Linked DNA regions of Anas platyrhynchos: region 2 is linked to region 1. Evidence: chromatin contacts called from public Hi-C data. All regions are on one chromosome and are shown on one strand. The core of a region is the stretch at or near the end of the contact, and the rest is flanking DNA. Distances in the headings are between cores, read along the strand shown.

Region 1 (6,060 bases), core at 1,708-4,207:
TATCAAAAAGGCATACTGAAAGGGCATATAGAAAGGCTACTGAAATATCAGTAGCTGAGTTTGTGGTAAAATTAGATAATGTAAAGTTCTAGGCTTGCAGCTCTTTAATTTACTGGACACTTCTTAGTAAAGCTGTTTAATTAATTGGCAGTGAAAAATGTGCTGGGTTTGGCAAATTACATTTCTGCCAAAGCCCCTGCAAGATTAATTAAATCATATCTGAGAGTGCAGGAACTGCCCTTTCTCAACTGCTGGCTTTGTATATATTAGGTGGTGTTTCAATTTTTACCTCCTGATTACACAGCTATATATACATAATTAGTAAATGTAGATTCTTTCAGCACAATACCAGGGAAGTGCAGCAAGACTTCTTAGGTCATTGCTGAATCTGACAATTCCCAAAAAACTCTTGGGGGGGAAATAATACACAATGATACACAGATACACAATGCTGCAGTTCTAGGGTAAAATGTTTTGGAATTCGTGGAAAGGACATGTTTCTGGATGTTGAAAAACAGCATGAAAAGATCATCTTGAAAGAAAGACTCTCAGATAATCTCTGCAGTATTTTTTATTCTGTTGAAAACTTGCCAGTTATGTGGCAGGTTAATTTTTTTTTTTTTTTTTTTTTAAGTTAGTACCTATTTTATCATGCAGAGAGATGAACAAGCTTTTTTTCCTTTGATAGACTTCTGTGAGAGTCATGGAAATGAATAAAGACAGACGTGTTAGTGCAGGATTATGGGACATTGCCTGATCTCTGTAGGAGAAAAGTATGCACAAATGCTTTGGCTGATGTCACTACAATTTTTCCAATTGTGTTAAAATGACTAATTAAATTATAGTGGTTGTGTGGTTGTAGCCCTGATGGTCTAGGGAGATATGTATCAGTTGTTCTAATAAAAGGTATTGCCTCTTGTTACAAACCTTGCTTCATTTTAATCCTATTATAGATTTCAGGAGACATAGAAAGGAGTCAGAAAGCATACAACTAAAGATAAACATTTTGATAATACTGGTAAAGTAGGACAATGTGAGACTTGGCTAAGAAGTTGGTGAATAGCTGTTTAGTTGATAGATTTTGTTATTCAGTAGATCATTTAGATATCATGCATGGCCCAGACTGCAAACATATACATGTGCACTTAGCCTTTAGCATGTAATTTCATTGACAGCAAGAGAACAACTACATGTTTAAAATGCCAAGAGATGCATGTCTACTAGTCTGTTCAGGCTGCAATAAATTTCACAGAATAAACATTCTTTTGAAAATCATTGAACACGTAGAGTTGAGGAGCAAAGCAAAACTTTGAGTCAGGTCACAAAGAGCTTTTTGACAAACCTTCTCTGCTTTTTCAATAGAGGTGCAGCAGGCAGGCTATGAATTTATATATAAAGCAACCTGTAAATTGATAACAAAGTGGAAAGCTGTTTTCTAACCCAACAGTGAACATTTTAAGGCTTTTGCCTCTAGTGCGGATCTTTCCATGTCACCTACGGAATTAGGTTTTCTTCCCTTTGCTTCTAGTGGTGTATTCTGTAAGTATAGGTCTATGGTAATAAGTCCACATGAAAATAAATAAATAAATCATAGCAGCCAAGCAGCCCTGCCTGATTTGGGTTTTATCATCTTTTTGGTAAGAGTTGATCAGGATGAGGCATCGCAGTGATACTTGGATATCAATAATGTGCTCAGAACAAATCTTGCCACTGCTGTGCTGTATCTTGTCCAGTTCCAGAACGCTGTTCACATAAAATATGAGATAATGAAATTGGGTGTACTCAGGCCTTTGGTTTCCCCATAAGATTCAGTCACTGACTTCTTCTCATCTATGCCTCAGTTCTGTCTGTTTATACATCTATATTGTTTTAGCAGTTTTAGCTGAGGTGCAGCAGAGTAAGACAGGTTTTTTTTCCTTTGTGTTTTAAAAAATGTTTCATTGAAATACATTTTGAAAACTGAAAAGGAAAATCCCCAGACTATGCCAACTCACTGAGGTGAACGCTTCACCGTGCAAGATCAAATTGGAGCAGTGCCTGTAGATTGCTATTCCCTCCAACTTCATTTTGAAGATTTGAGCTGGTGCCAGGTTCCCACTCTGTACTTGTTTGGTTCCCATATAATTTACACATCATTTTTTGTAGTCAGTTATGTTAGTATTTTATGCTATCTATTGATTTTATATTTCACTAAGTATTTTATTTAAAGCACTCCAAATAGCCATAGATTTATGTTTCAAAAGTCACAATGTTAAGAGAATTTTATAAATGAAAAATAATTTGGAAATCATTAGATGATGATTTTTCTGTAAGGATTCAAAATAATCCTTAAAGCAGTGACAATGACCGGGGCAGCAAATGATCCACGAATGACGTCTGAAGAAATATAAGCCAATGCATCTAATGACAGGTGGGTTTTCCCTACCTAATAATAATAATAATAATCTATCAAGCAAATTTAATTTTAAGATGAAAGAAGCAGCTTACTCAGCTCCTAAACTGAAGGCAGAGATTAATGAGAATCAATTGAAGCATTTAAGAAGAGTGCAAGGAGAGAGCTATTTTGGACCTCAAACATTCCTCTCCTCCCTGATAGAGGCAGAAAAGAAACTGGAGAAACATAGCCTTGCAGAAAGATGTAGATGAGTAGCTTTCATAATTTCTTTTTTCTATCATCAGGAAGTTGTTGCATTGCAAACTTACATTTGTGATAATGCACACGTAAACATGTACTGAATGTGCTTATGTTGTACACATTAAATTGCTTAGATGTAGCCACAATGAAGTGTGAGGAGAGATCGGGGTGAAAATACTTATTCAAGGAGATAGATGCATTAGATAGCTTCTCTCACAAAATCTCTGCTGAAATTAGATGCGCTAGTCTAACTGACCCATTCTGCTACAGGCTTCATGACTCAGTTTTACTCATGATTTTTGTGACTCATTAGAAAAGGCCAGAGAGATCACTGCTCAGGGCCTCTGTTTCTTTTTTTGGCTGACTTTCGAACTTGCCTAAAACTTCACTGATTTCAGAGGACACTGCATTGAAAAAAAAAAAAAAAAGTGTACTTACATAGATTTGCTTACAGAACATAGATTTGAGTGTCTTTGAAGGCTGCAAATTCAATACTAGCCTTATTTTGCATTCCAAGGCTTCTGGTACACTTATGGTCCTTCTTGAGCTTAACTTATGAATCTTGGAGCTTTCTAGTGCTTTATGTAGCTTCTTGGACATCTATTCTTGCACACATAATATTGACTTCAGATTTTTTTACACATTTAATTTTGAAGAATGGAGCTTTCACAGATGCACATTACTAGAAAGTAAAAGGAGAAAAACACTTCCTCTTTCATCTAACTACAACCTTCACCAAACACTGGAATTCCTCACCAGTATAAAACTGTACTTACAGAAATAATCAACCCCCATCAAAAAAAAAAAAAAAATAGTCTCCTGGTTCCAGCTGTCTTACATTTCTTTTATTCACGGGACGTAAAATGCTAGCTGGGACATAAAAGCTGTCTGTTATCATCTGATGGAAGTTTTAACTCATCTGGTCACAGTCATACCTGATGATAACATGATGGAGGCTGCCAGACAAAGTGACTGGTTTACGTTGATTTGGTAATGAATATTGATCATCTGTTGGGGTGAGAGGACATGAGAACACTGAAGAAAGTTGTTGAACCTCACAGGAGCATCCAGGTTCCAAGTTAGCTTCACAGCTTGATTGCTTCCTTGGGCTTGTTTTTTAGTAGTAGCTCAAACTAGCAAAATACATAAACCTCAGCTTGCACTTGGCTTAGACCTTGGCTCTTCTCCAAAACCACTTTCATAATTCTCGTTCTCTTATTAGCTTTCCTCCCTTTTCTTGGGTTCAAAATGGAGTTAACAAGCCTTCTGCATCACAGCACACCTCAATGGGGCAGTAAGAGCCCTGCTGTGAGGTGGGGTTTGGTGCAGGTGTAAACTAGGGAGCTTTTCTAGTCCCTGAATTGCAGCTGGATGGACTGAAGAACCTTTGCAAATCAGGTCCCAGAGAAGTGTCCCCAAATAGAGGCTCTGGATCTTGTTACTCACAGGGAAATTCACAAATTTTCCTTTTGTGAAATCTCATTTTATACATGTCTCATTTTATACATGTACAGTTGCTTGTGATTTTTCTTTGTTTTCAACTAGTGCTTGCCAAAATTACTTTCAAAATGTGACTAAAAACCACTTTTTTTTTTTTTTTCCTCTCCAATGCCTATCACAGCAAGCACTTTTCAAAACAGGGAAAGAGTACATACAGGAAACTTTTATAACAGCTTCAGCCAATTCTGGCCACTATTACTGTCTCCCAGAATATTTGCTCCATTTAAATAATGAGTGCTTAGCAGTTTCACTTTCTCACCCAAATGGCATTATCAAAATACAAATTGATCTTTATTTATTTATTTATTTATTTTTTGTCAGTATCTGTATATTCTTACTCTATCTCTCTATCTTTCTAACTCTTACTGGGAGCTGATTTTTTTTTTTTTTTTTTCCCCAGAGATAGTTGTAAGAGTGCCAGAGGCAATCAAGGCCAGTCTCAGATAATTGGCTAATTAGCTGAAGCTCAGTATGCATTCTTTCTGACATGTATTTTAAGTCAGGGCTGGAAGTACTGAATTGCTTCACTAAAGCATCCTGTGTGTGCTCCTAACAAAGACAGAAGGAGATTAATTGTATCAGTTGTTTCTTACCTTGCGTTTGCAGTGAGCTAAGAGCTACCATGTGACTTACCTGAAGCTCACCCATGATATGTATGAGTCTCTTCACATTTCTTAAAACAGTGAAGGTTAAATAATAATTAATGGCAGGTGATGTAGGGGCCTGTTTGTGCGTCAGTACATTGTTTTTTTGTTTTTTTTTTTGGCTGAGGCTTGTTTGTAGGAAACCACTTAGATCTGGCACTCTGCCTGATTTATACTAAAACTTTCATGTTTCATAAAGCATCTTTGAAAACATTTAATGAGCTGTTGGGAAAACAATCTCATCCCTTTAAGATAATCATGTTTTTGAAAAGCTAAGCATCTAACAGTATTGCTCATATATTGACTGTCTTTCTTCTGTCATTCAAGTCACAGATAACAGCTCTTTCACTGACTATTCCTTCCCTTGCCACTACCTTCTAAAGCTCTTCCTTTACAGAGGGTTGTAGAGTGTGCTCATTTGCCACTCCTGGTAATGGATGAGCAAACTTTGTATGGATCAGGGCATCTGATGTGCAGAATCAGTCTTGATTTTCATAGAAACTTTACTGCATGTCATATGATGGCAGGTTTCTTCATTCAGTTTGTGTTTTGGTATGCAAAGAAAGTCCAGAGATAATCAGGACTGACTTAAGCCTGAGTTGCTATCTTGCACAAGGTGTTTAGAGTTGTTCATTAATTTGGAAGTAATCTGGAGTGTTAAAGCTTGTCTCTTAGGCCTTGTTGTGGATTGCTGGTTCTGTTTAACTGCACCAGCTTTGAGATTTTGACCTGACAAGATCTTCAGCTGAGAGTAAGTCTTAGGAGGAAGGAATCCTCATCAGGACCCAGCAGGTGGAAATAGGAAGGCAGAAGTTCTCCCAGTTACTAAAAGCTCATCTTGTCACTTTGTTTTTGCACAAAAGCCATGAGAAAAGGTTTCCCCACAACTCCTTCTGTATTCTTGCTGAAGAAAGAAGCAACTTCCTGAAGCAGCTGAGCTCCCAAAAGGCAAGATATGAACTTTTAATGGGCAGAGATGAGAACATAGCTGATGCGTTAACTTCAAGAGCTGTGAACAGTGATATTTGTAGAACAGATGCTGTCTTACTTTTACTAATTCCTGCCCTGATGTCCTTAGTGGGTGAGATATCGGGTTTAAGTGCTGCCTCTGCCCTTCAGGACTTTACTCTCTCCTCCCATCTATTTATATGTCCATTTGTTAAATAAGAAAGCATGCATTTTCTATTCATAACTTACACTCTTAAAGGAGTCCCTCTCTGAGTGGTGAGTGGCAGCCTTAATCTGACTTAGTTTGTGGAGTTGGATGCTCATGAGATTGAA
Region 2 (6,489 bases), core at 2,108-4,607, 110 kb before region 1:
TGTGTCAGTCTTTCCAATGTGCGGCATCTCCCTCCCCTGTTTACTTTTAAGCACATATATTTTTGCTGTTTTGAATATAGTACCAGCGTGTAGACTCATGGCAAGTATTTATGGTTTTGGTATCACACTTTTCTGTAGTCTTTCCTTTTTTTAACTGTTTCTCCAGTCTTCGTGTCTTCTTTGTTTGTTTGTTTGTTTGTTTGTTTTTTTCCTTCCTCCTAAGTCATGTTATGGGCTTTCTAATAACTTATTTTATTATTATTTTTTTTTTTTCTGGACTTCTCCACCTTACCTGTCTTTTTGAGCTATCTTGTGCTATCCTGAACAGAGTACATTGGCTGAGACCTTATCAGCAACAAACAGAGTGTAAGGATTAGCTTTCAGGTCTTAAATACGATACTCTTGTTAATGTACAGCTTTCTTTTACAACAGCGTGATGTGGTTAACTGTGGCTCAGCTTAGATATTTTTTCTGCAGAATGGATTGCAATCAAACATTAGAAAGACACTTTTGTGGGAGACACTTTCCCCTGCATGGTTTGTAGTCTGCTTAAGTGGAAATGCTTTCTGGACATTCACAGAGACAGGATGCTGAATTAGACTAGGCACCCACATGAAACACAGACAAGCAGAGACACAGATAAAGACTATGTGATTTTTATAGCTGGTTTTATCATGAAATGTCCTGATCTGCAAAAGGTTTGGCTGGGTGCTGTGAAAACCATGCTTAGAGAGAGCAGAGAGATGTGAATGATGCTCACCTGCCTCAGGAATAACTTACTGCATCTGTGGGTTGTGGCATCGTCCCTGGCTTCCCTTCCTTTTTGAAGAGTCCTCTCTTGTCAGGTGTGAACCGTACTTGGGGATGGAAATTCCATCTATGCAGCTCACAGCCTTGTCTATCTCGAAGAATTACTTTTTATTATTGAAGAAAAATTGCAGTGTAATATATAAATGTGATATTTTGGTTTAACGGCGTGTCACCTGGCAACATTTAAGAACCTCACTGCAGTGTCTATGGTTCGTTGGTATAATGGCAACGTGTATAGTAGAAAAAAATGGTTGCACTTTAAAATGTATTGGTAAAAAACATAAAATAGTAGAATATTGTAAGAAGTTCTATCAAGTGAGAAAGTCACTTTAAAATAGGGCAGATTTTTCTTATTTCCTGAAAATTTAAATAAATTAGGAGAAGAGATTCCTTTTACTCAGATCTGTAGGATGTACTAGATAATCTGATTTCTTAAAAAATATATATTTTATAGCTCTTTAGTTTATTTCTTTTGAAACTGATGATTTTACCTGCTATATTATCAGGCAATGAAAAAAAGCGGAACAAGTTCCTTGTTTCCCTAATCATTTGCTTTCCTAGTGCAGTGCTCATAGGCACCCCTTTGTGCTAGTTTTTCCACGAAAACTTAACCTCTGGTTTTGGATTCATTTAGCAACAGGAGAGCTTTATCCTGTGGGAACTCTGCATCTTTTTGACAGCTCTCTAAAATAGACCAACTGATCTTTGGAGCTCTTTTTATTTTGTAAATTTTCTTCTCTGTCTTACGTATGAGAGAAGATAGGTTTGCAAGAAGAAAATAGATCTGATGAGACCAGCTGACGTATAATTGAGGAAAAAAAAAATGGAACAAGCCGGGAGTCCCTCCATTAGCTCTGGCAAGGAGCAGCCTAAGCGCTTGCCAACATCCAAGTACTATTTCATCTTTACGTGCACAAAACTATATCTATTGGCATTAATACCTGTTGCTGTAAATTTATGTTTCTTCCTGTGAAAGCCTGAAGTAGAAATGCTGGCAGCTGAAATCCTGCAGTCAGTGCATCCTGCAGGCTCCAGCCCGCGGCTGAGTTGCATTGGCAAGAGAAGCGCTTGGAGTGACTGAATGAACTGAAAGATGAAATGCGACTTGTTTTCCCCCCGAAGAACTGAAATACATTATTCCAGCAGGGTCGCCTGGATTTTTTGTAAGGTTAAAAGAGGAATATTCTGTGCAAAGTTAATAAATCCCCAAAGCAAATATCTGAACGATTAACTGTTAACAGAGGAAGGGGAAAGCAAGAGTGCGGTTTGAGAGGTGTCTGACTGCAAGTTCACTCATTTAAGTTCCCACACTTTGCTGGTGGAGCTGTCCAAGTCACGCTGAAACAGCAAAGCCGAACGTCCCTTTAGGTGCTACCCGCTGTTTGCAAACGCAGCCTCGGAAAAGCCAGCTAAAAGGGATGCTCGTTGCGAGCCGCAGACGTGCCATTTACAACGAAATTTCCAGCTGGGCGGGCGGGGGGCAGGAGGAGGCTTCGCCGGGGGGGCGTGCGAGGGGTGCCCGGCGAGGGAGCGCGGGGAAGCCGCGGGGGCGAAGCGCCGGGAGCGGGCTGGGCACGGGGCTCTGCGGGCCGGGGCGCCCAGAGGATGCTGCGAACGGCAAAGGAGAAGCCCCCAGCGGGTGCCCGGCGCAGCGACTCCGCGCTACTCCTTAAACTTCGAAGCCAAAAAAACCTTACAGCGCCACGGCACCTGCTCCGCGGCTCGCCAGGCGCTACCCGCGCCCCCGGCTCCTCTAACACCCCCCCCCGGGGGCCCGCACCCGGCTGCCAAAGCCGAGGCACGGTGCGCGGGGTCCCGGGCGGCTACCTGCAGCCCCCCCTGCTCCTCCCGGCCCCCTCGGCAAACATCCTGCCGGCAGGTGCAGCCCCGCCGCGCCCTGACAAAGGGCCCTCGGCGGGTGATGCATGGGGCGGCGGGCAGCTGCCCGGTAATCCGCTACCGCCGGCCCCCGCCCCGAGTGCCTTCCGTGCACCTGCCCGGGAGAGGCGCCTTACTGCGGTGGCCGTGGTGATGAGGATGATGATGGTGGTGGTGAGGATGATGGTGGTGGTGGTGAGGATGATGGTGGTGGTGGTGAGGATGATGGTGGTGGTGAGGATGATGGTGGTGGTGAGGATGATGGTGAGGATGCTGATGGTAGTGAGGATGCTGATGGTGGTGAGGATGCTGATGGTGGTGAGGATGCTGATGATGCCGATGGTGGTGCTGAGGATGATGCTGATGGTGGTGCTGAGGATTTCCTCGAGGGGCGGCTGCCCAGGGCCCCTCGCTCCGCGGAGCAGCCCCGGGCTGCGCCCCCTCCCCGCCGGGGACGGCCCCTCTCGTCCTTGCCCTGCGCCCCTACCCCGGCTTCGCGCCCCGGCCGCCCCCTCCCTCCCGAACGCAGCCGTCGGGGCTCCGGGGGAGCGGCGGGGATGGGCCCGTGAATGACCCCCCCTCACACACACACACACACTCCGGCCCCGCCGCCGGCGGATTTTTGTGAATGGGACGGTCACGGAGCGGGGCATGACGTCAGCGCCGGGCCGGGCGGCGGGGGCGGCGATTGGTTGGCGGGGCCCCGCGGGCGCCCACGCAGGCTGCCGCGGCGGCGGGGATAAAGGGCGGCGGGCGGGCAGCGCGCGGCACCGCGGCTCGGCGGCGCCACCGGCATCTGCTCCGCATCGCCCCGCACCGCCGGTAAGCACCGCGCCCTGCCCTGCCCGCTGCGCTGCAGCACCAGCAGCAGCAGCTCCCGCAGCGCCGTCCTCCGGGGGGCTCCCCCGCGTCCCGTCTCCGCGCCGGGGTGCGGAGCTTCGCGGAGGTGCGGGTCCTGGTGTGTGTGTGTGTGTGTATGCGGGGGGAGAACTTGGCCACCTGTGCGGCAACCCGCGTGGAGAAGCGGGAGCTAAGAAAAGCGAAGCTTTTTTGGGGGGGAGTCGCAGGGGTGCTCATCCGAGCCGAAGAAGCCGGTGCTTTGAGGAGCAGAGGTGTATCTCAGAGCAAACTGGTGAAAATTTCTTCTGCGGGCTTTGTTCTCGTGACTGCTTTTACAGAACTTACTCTTTTTCTGATTTCAGAATGCTTATTGAAATGAGCTTAGCCTGAGCTGGGATATTAGTGTGCTAACTGCCAAGTAGCGAGCAGTTTTGGAGAAAGCGCTAGCAGTAGTACTATCAAAATGCTATACGCTAAGCATTTTTCTCTCTTTCTCCCTCTCTCTTCCCCCAACTCTTTTCCTGTGACTGCCCGTTTTGTGATGGACACACTGAATATGACATTGTATGCAGTAGTTAGTTAGAGGACTGTGTGTTCAGCCAGTTTAAGAGAGAGTCTACATTAAGTTGAATGCTGCTGTACAGAAGTTCAACCCCAAAAAGCTGCATTTCTATCCCCCGTAATAGTGCTAAGTTATTTTAAAATTCTGAGAAAAGCAAAGCAAAATGGGAATGATCAACAGCAGTGAAAAGGTAATACTGAAAAGAAATGCTGTTAGCGTTTGTGCTACTTGCAGCTAGGAAATGGTGACCTTATAGGATTGAGGGGATTGGAAAACAGCCATTGCTTGATGTACCTCTTTGTTGTAGAGAGGAAATCATGGTTATGCTGAAGATTTCATCTTTCCTTGCTGTTTATGCCTTGGTCGTGTGCCAGATGGATAGCTTCCAAGCAGCTCCAGTCAGGTAAGAAGCTGGTCCTGTTGCTGAGTGCTTGCTCTGAATGGTATGGAAATATTTAATCTCCTTTAGAGACCTAGGAGGAGAAAGGGCTACCAAAAGCTAGCTTCTTCTAAGGCTATTTATGATACTGTCTCTTCTTAACTACGTATATAAACCACCTAATGCTGTGCATGAGCACAATTTACGTATTCACACCGGTGAAAGGCACTGTCAATGACACAGAGCAAGGCGTGACAAACTCTGCTCCCTGTGCATGGCTCTCTGTAGCAGACTGGGCTGTATTCATCCTGTTTTGCTTGCCTCTGCGTAGACCTGGCTTGGAGTCCATAACAGACAGAGTGACGCTCAGTGACTATGAAGCCCGGAGACTATTAAATGCACTGGTGAAAGAGTTCATACAGATGACAGCAGAAGAACTGGAGCAAGCCTCTGAGGGGAACAGGTAAGGACCGTGGTCCTGGGGCAGAAGAAGGGCACTTGAGCAGTGTTAGTGTTTGATACCAGCAAGAGCCATCTGAGCAGACCCTCCACAAGCCAAGTAATTTATTTTTTGGAGGGAGGATGGGGGGTGGGGTTATGGCTAGCTGTAGTCACCTATTTGGTAAAGGATAATGCAGAAACATCCTAACAATGGCATCAGGAGAATGGCTTCCACCTAGTTAACCTGCTTCTATCTGTCTCTTACGACTGAAAGTGGAGGGCGATTTGAGCTTGAATGAGGGGGTTATATTAAAATATGACAGCAAAAGGTACGTTTTCCTAGTGGGAATGTTAGAGGACATTCAATCACTCTTGGATTCTCTGTCGTGAAAGTGCATGCTGTTGTAAGGCATGGAAAGTCCCTGGCAGAGGGGAGGTGTTCCTCCTAATGCACGCAGCGCCACTCTCCTCCCCTAGAGCAAAGGCATGCAAGAACATTTGCGTTATCCTAACAGGATTTGTATTGCAAGCATGGTGATGTATGAGAGACTAAACAGCATGCTGAATACATGGAAACTAAAATCTTTTTGTCCCCTGACTGTGAGCATCTGAAAGGCTAATTAACTTGCTTTATCAACAAAATGAATTTATTGGAAAAAAATAGTGTTTTCCTTCTAACTGCATTTGTATGAACCTTCCTTGCATGGAATGCGATGTGGAGAGATTATTTTTTATATCTTTTTCTTTTTCTTTTGAGTTTCCTAACTATATATATTTGTCTAGGGAAGAAATGCATGACCATGCATGTTTGAGATTATTCTTCCTTTGGGCATGTTTTTTTTTCCCCCTGCAGCCTGGATAGACCTATTTCCAAACGCTGTGCCAGTCTGAGTACTTGTGTGCTGGGCAAACTGTCTCAAGAATTGCACAAATTGCAAACTTACCCTCGTACTGACGTCGGGGCTGGAACTCCTGGCAAGAAAAGAAATGTGCTGAGTGACCTGGAACATGAACGCTATGCAAACTATGGGGAACCCCTAGGAAACAACTAGACATGCTTATTTCTGCCCTTCTCCCTTTTTTTTAACCTGATGCATGTGGATCTAACTCTGATTGCTAACTTTGCTATGTTCTTTTGATTCTGTTTTTGACAGAGAATGTTTGAGATGGACCTTAATGTTAGGAAGACAGAACATAACACACATAACAAGCTAGGGGAAAACTAAATAAAAATGAACAGCACTGCATTGAGATTTCAAATGATTTTCTTAGATATTGATTTAAAAAAAAAGTCTAGACAGGGTTCTTCATTTCTGGCTACTAAATGTACGAGTAGACTCTTTCATGCCTGCCCATGCACTTGTTCAATAAACCTATTTTTCTATAAGGATTAGATCTGTTTGGTTTACTTGTTTTAGAATGTGACTTCTAGATAAGGCTAGAAATATTTTTACAAGTTCTATTCACATTCAAGAGAGGCAATGCAAGTAATTCTGGAATAACTTAGGAAGGTGAAGTGCAATGAGATAGAAATAGAAATTATACTCCTAAGATATTGCACATACGTAACCAAATTATG

Evidence for each region. Hi-C and Micro-C count contacts between places; a contact is called where the count stands out from the background.
Region 2: a Hi-C map of liver shows a contact between it and region 1, with 2.5 times the contacts expected there. The contact joins the promoter of CALCB here to the enhancer-like site in region 1. A contact is called at or near these places in 2 of 8 Hi-C or Micro-C datasets (liver and subcutaneous adipose tissue).

Annotation. Positions count from the first base shown.
Region 1 is chr5:61,743,173-61,749,232 of IASCAAS_PekinDuck_T2T, reverse strand. The region is part of intron 7 of INSC (INSC spindle orientation adaptor protein); the gene reads left to right. Among named protein-coding and RNA genes, the nearest start is that of INSC, 93 kb to the left of the region's middle. Within about 2 kb of position 2,957, at least 1 of the 8 cell types and tissues checked has an H3K27ac peak or open chromatin away from gene starts, as enhancers often do.
Region 2 is chr5:61,856,403-61,862,891 of IASCAAS_PekinDuck_T2T, reverse strand. It overlaps CALCB (calcitonin related polypeptide beta), which reads left to right and starts at 3,357. Exons shown (of 5, transcript XM_072039336.1): 1 at 3,357-3,510; 2 at 4,398-4,493; 3 at 4,801-4,932. The coding sequence starts at 4,408.